Regions from separate parts of the Sus scrofa genome. Here region 1 is linked to region 2. The links are chromatin contacts, called in public HiChIP or PLAC-seq maps. All regions are on one chromosome and are shown on one strand. The core of a region is the stretch at or near the end of the contact, and the rest is flanking DNA. Distances in the headings are between cores, read along the strand shown. Region 1 overlaps NPR1 (atrial natriuretic peptide receptor 1). Region 2 holds the start of SLC27A3 (long-chain fatty acid transport protein 3).

Region 1 (4,028 bases), core at 1,174-3,673, 52 kb before region 2:
GGGGGAGTAGCACCCGAGGCTGACCTGGCTCCCCTCCTGGCCTTCCACACCTCCCTTCCCTGTGCCAGAGGTGACAGAGAGGCGCCAGGCTTCAGCCTCGCCCACAGCATCCTCACCATTGCCAAAGAAGTGGTTTGAACAGCTCAGGTGAGCCCACCCCATTGGAGACACCAGATATTACCTCTGAAAGAGGGCTGGTGTGGAGGAGAACTTGGGGCTCACAGGACTGGACCAGAACTCACAGTCATGCCCAGGGACCCCCACACATAGGCACAATCACTCGCTCTCCACCCTGACTCAGGCCAGGCCAGATGGGATGTGGATTCCTGGATCCTCCTGGCCGTCCCTGTGCCCTCCTCCTCCCTCAACCTTGCTACACTGTGACTTTTGTGGGGACAGGGGAAGAGCCCCCTGAGGGGGGCATGGGAAAAGGGACTGTAGGTGAATCCAGGACCACCAACAGCCCCTGTTCCCCACCACCCGACGTTGGGTGCAGTGCCCAGGGCAGCAGAGGAAGGGCCGGAGGGCTGTGGGCCTGTATGCCTTGCTTCTCCTGTGAGTGGAGACCATTAAAATCTTTATTCTAGTGACAGTGTCTTTTCTCGAGGGAGAGAGGGTGGCCAGAAAACAGAGCCGTATTCTTCGCCCCCTGCTTCAAATAGAACCTGTTTCTCAAGCTGGGATTGCAATGTGGGATCTGAAACAAGGCTGCAGTTTACCTTCAACTTTGAGAAGCCAGTGTCATAGGCTTTGAATTACCCTAGCAGTGCCGGCACTATTGGTTTTAGTCTTGTTTACACCTCTAAGAACTACTGAGGGCCTCCCAGAGTTTTTGTTTATGTGAGTCGTATCTATTGATATATTCTGTATTAGAAATTAAAACAAGGCTTTATCAACTCATTTAAAAGAACTATAATAAACCCATCACGTGTTAATTTACTGCTTTATCAAGGACATTCTTTTTTTTTTTTTTTTTTTTTTTTTTGCCTTTTAGGGCTGCACCTGCAGCATATGGAAGTTTTCAGGCTTGGGGTCGAATTGGAGCTACAGCTGCCGGCCTACACCGCAGCCACAGCAACATCAGATCCGAGCCGAATCTGCGACCTACACCACAGCTCACGGCAACGCTGGATCCTTAACCCACTGAGTGAGGCCAAGGATGGAAGCCACATCTTCATGGATCCTAGTTGGGTTCGTTAACTGCTGAGCCCTGAAGGGAACTCCCTATCAAGGACATTCTTAAGAGAAACTAGCCTTTTTTTTTTTTTTTTTTTTTTTTTTTTTTTTTTTTTTTTTTTTTTTGCCTTGCCCATGGCATGCAGAAGTTCCCAGGCCAGGGATCTAACTTCCCCACCTCTGTAACCAGAGCCACAGCTGTGACAATGCCAGATCCTTAACCCACTGAGCCACAAGGAAGCTCCTAAACTGGCTTTCTTGAAGACTGCAATGACCAGTTTGGCGTTACTTAAGATTTATGCTAAGACACCAGCAGTTTTATCCCCACTGTTTTTGCACCATCAGTGCAAATATCAACACAGTCAATAAGGCAAATAATGTATTAACAGGATTATGAAAATCATTTTGACCTCACCCATCTCCAGAAGGGTCGTAAGACTCAGAATCTATGGACCATACTTTGAGAACTGCTGTCTTACCCAATACCCAGCATACAGTAGGAGTCTAATGAGTATGGACTGAACAGAGAGTCCTGGCATCTGCCCCAAGAGGGCTGGGAGCCAGGTGGGGGTGGGACTATGTGGATCCCTTTTTACCTCAGTAGAAATTTGGGAGTTGCCCACCTGCCCGTCCTTTCCCATGCCAGTGTAGACAAATGTGAGTGATAGTTTCCCAAATGACTCTCGGTTGGGCTAAGGGCCCTTCTTTCCCGGCTCCAGCCACCCACCCCACCCCCTTCCAGAGCGTGCAGGCAGGAATGCGAATGCGGGGGAGAGGTGGCTGCAACTTCACCTCCCCCATGGGGAAAGAAAGTGCCAGACATTTCTTCAGTACCATCCATCAAGTGCCGACAGGCCCCTCCCCTGAACTCCCCAAGCCTCTTCCTGAAGTCCACACCCAACCCGGCTAGACTGGAGGTAGGGGTGGGCTTGGAGGTCTGCCTTGGGGACACTGCTCCCCGATTCTCCAGAGGTGGTCTGGGGCTGAGGAAAGGGTACATCGTTCTCCCGCTGGTCGAATGACCCTCCCTGATGTCCTGTGCTCCCTGCCCACCCTTTTGGGCCTCAGGCAAATTTGATTTATCAGGAGAGGGAGCAAACCCAGTCAAATCGTCACCCTCCTGGGCTGGGGATGAAGAGTTCTGGAAAAGCCTCACAGAAGGATGGTTGCCTTGGTAACCCCAGCGCACCCAACTTCCTGATGGGCCCTGGTGGCCATGTGGACGCCCAACCCCCGCCCCACGGCTCCTCCCAGGGGTAGTGACAGTCCCAGAAGAAAGTGGAAATGCTGAGGACAACTGCGGGGCCCAACAAGTTAGATCTGGGTGGGGGCTGGGCTGTCCAGAGAGACGGGGGCTTTGGGGAAGGCAGACGAAGAGATGAGGTGGGGAAGGTGGGGCGGGCGGCGGACGGACCGAGGAGCCCCAGGCAGACAATTCTAGGAAATTGCCGGTCAGATCCTTCCGGGGCAGCCTGGCTCCACGGCGGGCACTTGGAGGGGAGGGGGCTGGGGGAGTGGGCGTGAGGAGAGGCCCGAGGACTCGATGACTTCAGCAGCTCGAGAACTTTCACTGGAACCGAGGAGATTTCCTTCCGGAGGAAGGGCCCCTGAAGCCAGGAAGAACTGGGAAAGCCATTACCGAGGGGGGGGGGGCTGGGGGCAGGGGAGGGTCCGAGGGGGGCAGGAGCGCCCCTCCTGCTGGTGGGGGCTTTGCGTCAGGACCTCCGCCCGCGTGGGAGGGTCCGTCTAGCTCCGCTGAGTGTCCCCGGCTGTCCTGCGGAGTAGGTCTGGGAGGGTGGGGGCTGGGGGGGCAGCAGGGTTTCCCTGGAGTGTGATAAGAATAATAACAACAGTAATCCTTGGCATTCACTGGTGCCTCGCCGTTGACAAAGGCTTTCACATACATTATCTCATCGGCCCACGTGACGCCGCTGGAATGGGAGGGCTGGGTGTGCAGCTGGAGGTAGGAGGGCCCAGCTGAGGTCCAGCTGTGGGTAGGAGGGCCCACTGTGGATCGTGTGCAGAGGGAACCCCAGCCTAACCAGCCCTGAACAAGGCTGGGACCTGGGGGGAAAGAAAAGAAAAAACAAAAAAACTGAGGGAAGTAGCCCATCATCCTCCCACCCACCCTTCTTTTCTCTCTCAAAGAGTTTGGGTACTTAATCGTAGCAGTACATCTAGTGATACTTTTTTCAAAAATGATTTATATCAATTCAGGACAGATCCATGGAATCCAATTTGCAGCCTGAAAGTCTTTTTTTTTTTTTTTTTTTTTTTTTTTTTAAGTGGATTTTTGTTTTTGTTTTTTGTTTGTTTTGGCTGCACCCGCAGGACGTGGAAGTGTCTGGGCCAGGGATCGAACCTAGGTCACAGCCGTGACCTGAGTGGTTGCAGTGACAATACCCGGATCCTTAACCCACTGCTCAACAAGAGAGCTGGAATACATAGGGTTTGTTTTTTTTTTTTGCCTTTTGCCTTTTGTCTTTTGTCATTTTTGGGCCGCACCCACGGCATAAGGAGGTTCCCAGGCTAGGGGTCTAACCGGAGCTATAGCCTCCAGCCTACACCACAGCCATAGCAACACAGGATCCGAGCCACGCCTGCAACCTACACCACAGCTCATAGGAACACCAGATCCTTAACCCACTGAGCGAGGCCAGGGATCGAACCCCCAACCTCATGGTTCTTAGTTGGATTCATTTCTTCTGTGCCAAGATGGGAACTCCCCATAGATATTTTTAAAAGAATTTCAGCTCTGAATAAGAAGCTGGAGTGTATAACCTGTATTTTGCTCCTATTTAAGCTGGGTTTTGTTTGTTTTTGCCTTTTTAGGGCCACATCTGTAGCATATG
Region 2 (3,847 bases), core at 851-3,350:
GCACCCAGCCGTGCACAGGAGGAGAAAGAGAGGTGGGGTGCGGGCAGAGCTGGGGCCAGCAGCTGCGCAGGCTGGTGATTCCCTCCCTGCATCTCTTCCAGGAGGAAGAAGACACCAAACCGAAGCCCACCAAGCGGAAACGGAAAGGGTCCTCTGCAGTGGGCTCTGACAGTGACTGAGGCCCCGGGTCTCCCCTGCCGCCCCAGTCGGACTGCCCCCTCCCCTCCTTGGTGAATCAAAGGTTAACAGGGCTGGGGAGATGCCGGGGAACACCCTGTCCCCATCCCAGAGCTCCCCTGTGAGAAGGACGAGCTGCCTCCTCCAGCCCGGCCTGAGAAGCTGCCATGCGGCCCCGGCGCCTCCTCCCTCCTCTCTGGGGCCTGCAGCCCCCCGACACACTGCTGCTCCCACTGAAGCCAGAGGCCGTACACAACCTGGACTGCGGTGGACGCCTTCAGCCCCTGCCCCCTCCCGCAGCCTCCCCAGAGGCTGTTTCAACAGAGAAGAGAAATGGCAAAGGGGCAGCTGGCCGGAGAGGTTAGACTGAGAGTGCAAACGGTGTGCGGGCACCCTTCCGCCTTCCCCCTCCACGTCTTGATTTGCTCTGAACAGGCATTTTATAGTGGCCCTCCGTACATCAGTCATGAAATGGGCATTTAATCTGTGACATGGTCAAGTCACCTTCTCCTCTCCATGGGGCAGATGCAGAGGCCACAGCCCCACCTGGGATGCCCTGGAGGCTTGTGTTGGCCTGAGGTTGGCACTTTGAGCCCAGGGAGTCCCAGAGACATGTTCCACAAAACTGTCAAGAATGGTCCCATTTCCTTGGTTCTGTTTCTTTTTTTTTTTTTTTTTTTTTTTTTTTTTTTTGGCAGAGATAATCGAATTTTTAAAAGTTGTTTTTAAATGACAATAAAACAAGCCAGAATCTCTTTCGTGCCGGAGTTGCTGCCCCCACTTACTCTGTGCATGTACAGGTGGTCTCCATTTAATGGGCACCCCACCTCGTGGCTTCACAACTTCCCCTTCCCCCCCCCCCCCCCCCCCCCCCCGCCCACCTCCTTGTCTGGAGCAGGAGGGCCTTGGCTTTACCCCCATCCTTCTTGCTGCCTCGGGCAGTGCAGGCCAGACACTGGGCTGTCCAGGCAGAAGTTAATGCTGACACCATCTCCCAAAGGCTGTCTTGTCCTTAGCCATCTCTCAGTGTTATATGCTAGTGCTTACCAACTGCTGGAGAGGACTAGGTCTTGGGCGGTGAGAGAGGCTCCCAGCTCGGATCTTAGAGAGCAGAAGCATGCCTAGCGGAGAGGGCTCAGACACCTGGAGAAGGAACCCGCCACAGTCTGGCCACCTGCCCAGCCAGGTGTACCAGCAAAGAGCTCCTTGGCTATGCTTTTGTCCCGCTGCTGTCCTGGGAGGCTGGGTGGCAGGCTGAGGAGAGAGGTTTGGGCTGACTTCAGACAGCTCCTCCTATTCAGCCTGCAAATTTGTCTTACAGAACCCGGGTTCTCCCTTCCCTCAAAGCTGCTACAACTTTCTTTGAAAGTCTAAACTGCCCGAGGCCTCCTTTTTTCCTTCCTCTCTCCTTCCCCGGTTTCCTCTGCCCCAATTAAAATCAGGATGGAAAGCATTCACTGGCTGGCCCCAGTTATTGTACCTTTGCCCAAAGGGACGGGCCTCTGCGCCACGGCCCCTCCAGAAATCTGACTGAGCCTCCACCTTTCCCCTACTTAACCCCACCTATCTCCTGGGGCGGCGGCGGCGGATGGAGGGAAGGCTTGGGTCTGGCTGTCCTGCCGGGACTTGCAGCACCATGTGGGCAAGGGGCCGAGTTCTTCAGTCTCTTCTGGGAGAGAGCAGCGTCACCCTCCCATCACGAGTGAAAATGGGATGAGAGGGAAAGACAGACTTGGATCCTAGCGCCCTAGCTCTCTGGCTGGGAGCCCCAAGTCCAGCCAGATGCCTAGATCTTCCTAGAGAAAATCGGAACGGGACCAGACCCTGAGACTGAGGGAGGGCGGGAGCAAGCCCGAGACCTGGTAGGGTGCGGGGAGGGAGCGCGCCTGGGGCGGAGCGTAGCTGTGGGGAGGGCCGGGCGTGCGGGGCCGTCCCCCACTAGCACTCCTCCGGGGCCTCTGCTCTCGGCCCGAGGGGAGGGGGGCTGGGTGGGTGGGAAGGGGCGTGTGCCAGCGCGCGCGCTCCCGGGACGGAGAGGTCTAAGCGCTAGAACCAGCGGCCTCAGTTTTGTAGAAGGGAGCATCGGGGCAGTCTGTGAGCGGCTGGGGCCAGACAGGACCGAGTCGAGGGAGCGGGCACCATGGCCGCCTTCCTGCTGCTACCCCTGCTGCTGTTGCTGCCGCTGCTGCTGCTGCTGCCGAAGCTGCGCCTCTGGCCGCAATTGCGCTGGCTCGCAGCAGACTTGGCCTTCACTGTGCGCGCCCTACGCTGCAAACGGGTCCTTCGAGCGCGTGCCCTGGCCGCGGCCGCAGCCAACCCGGAAGGTCCCGAGGGGGGCTGCAGCCTGGCCTGGCGCCTGGCGCAGCTGGCCCAGCAGCGCCCGGCGCACACCTTTCTCATTCACGGCGCGCGGCGCTTTAGCTACGCGGAGGCCGAGAGCCAGAGCAACCGGGCTGCGCGCGCCTTTTTGCGCGCGCGAGGCTGGGACAGGGGGTCTGGCGGGGGCGGCGGCCCACGGGGCGCCGGGGAAAGCCAGTGGGCGGCGGCCGGAAGCGGCGCGGCGCGGGCCGGGCGGGAAGGGGACGGCGCGGCACCTCTGGCACCTGGGGCCACCGTGGCGCTGCTGCTCCCCGCCTGCCCAGAGTTCCTGTGGCTCTGGTTCGGGCTGGCCAAGGCCGGCCTGCGCACCGCCTTTGTGCCCACTGCTCTGCGCCGGGGTCCTCTACTGCACTGCCTCCGCAGCTGCGGCGCCCGCGCGCTCGTGCTGGCCGCAGGTAAGGCTGCAGCACTCGACAGACGGGGGCGGGGCCAGCCACGGAAAGGGGCGTGTCAGGGGGGCCGAGAAGAGGGGGGCTTGGAACTCGCCGGCAAGCTTTCCCTGGGGCGCGGAAAGGGTGGGGAAACAAGTCTCCGGGTTTTCGAAGGGCTGGAGCTGGGTCTCTGGTTCCCCAAGGATTTCCGTAGAGTTGGGCTCCAGGTCCCAGACTCCTGAGGGGACGTCCGTACTCTTCAGCCTCACCCCGGAGCAGTGCGAGTGGGGTTGGGGGAGCGAACAGGGCAAAGGGTGGGGAAAGCTTCTGGAGAGTGGTTAGAGCCATGGAGCTATGCTTTCCCACCTCATCCAGAGTTCCTGGAGTCCCTGGAGCCCGACCTGCCGGCCCTGAGAGCCATGGGCCTCCACCTGTGGGCTGCAGGTTCTGAAACCTATCCGGCTGGAATCAGCGATTTGCTGGCTGAGGTCTCAGCCGAAGTGGATGCGCCAGTGCCTGGGTACCTCTCTGCCCCCGAGAACATAATGGACACGTGCCTGTATATCTTCACCTCTGGCACCACAGGTGAGAGCTGGTCACGATGTTTACCTCCCAGAAGCTAAAGCCAAGGAAGGCAGGGGCCTGGGAACAGGACCTGTGACCTCCTCAGCTTCTCGGCCACCCCTCAAAGCCCCAGGAGAGGTTGTTCGTCCCAGTGGCCATATCCTGCCTTGCCAACCCTCCCATCCCTCTCCACCTCCCTGAACTTCCCACATTTCTAGGACAGCCTGGCTTGCCTTCTCAGTTTCAGTCTTGCCTCTGCCTCTTGCTGGGGGAAACCCTGCAGGGGCAAAGAGAGAGACAAAACCTGGAGCTCAGACCCTTCTCCTGATCTCGCCACCGCCACCCTCCACCCCACA

The links. HiChIP or PLAC-seq counts read pairs in DNA pulled down with a chosen protein or histone mark.
Region 1: a contact with region 2 is called in an H3K27ac HiChIP or PLAC-seq map of skeletal muscle. The contact joins the enhancer-like site here to the promoter of SLC27A3 in region 2. A contact is called at or near these places in 7 of 47 Hi-C or Micro-C datasets (epiblast stem cells, heart right ventricle, liver and 2 more) and 2 of 2 datasets of contacts at active chromatin or transcription factors (alveolar macrophages and skeletal muscle).

What each region holds. Positions count from the first base shown.
Region 1 is chr4:95,954,131-95,958,158 of Sscrofa11.1, reverse strand. NPR1 (atrial natriuretic peptide receptor 1) reads left to right here. Exons shown (of 22, transcript XM_021089806.1): 22 at 1-939. The coding sequence ends at 23. Among named protein-coding and RNA genes, the nearest start is that of INTS3, 11 kb to the right of the region's middle. Within about 2 kb of position 2,423, at least 63 of the 83 cell types and tissues checked have an H3K27ac peak or open chromatin away from gene starts, as enhancers often do. A contact at or near this core is called in alveolar macrophages, epiblast stem cells, liver and 2 more, where this site is marked.
Region 2 is chr4:95,901,852-95,905,698 of Sscrofa11.1, reverse strand. It overlaps SLC27A3 (long-chain fatty acid transport protein 3), which reads left to right and starts at 2,100. Exons shown (of 10, transcript XM_013997096.2): 1 at 2,100-2,951; 2 at 3,303-3,512. The coding sequence starts at 2,318. It overlaps INTS3 (integrator complex subunit 3), which reads left to right. Exons shown (of 30, transcript NM_001243322.1): 30 at 102-199. The coding sequence ends at 179.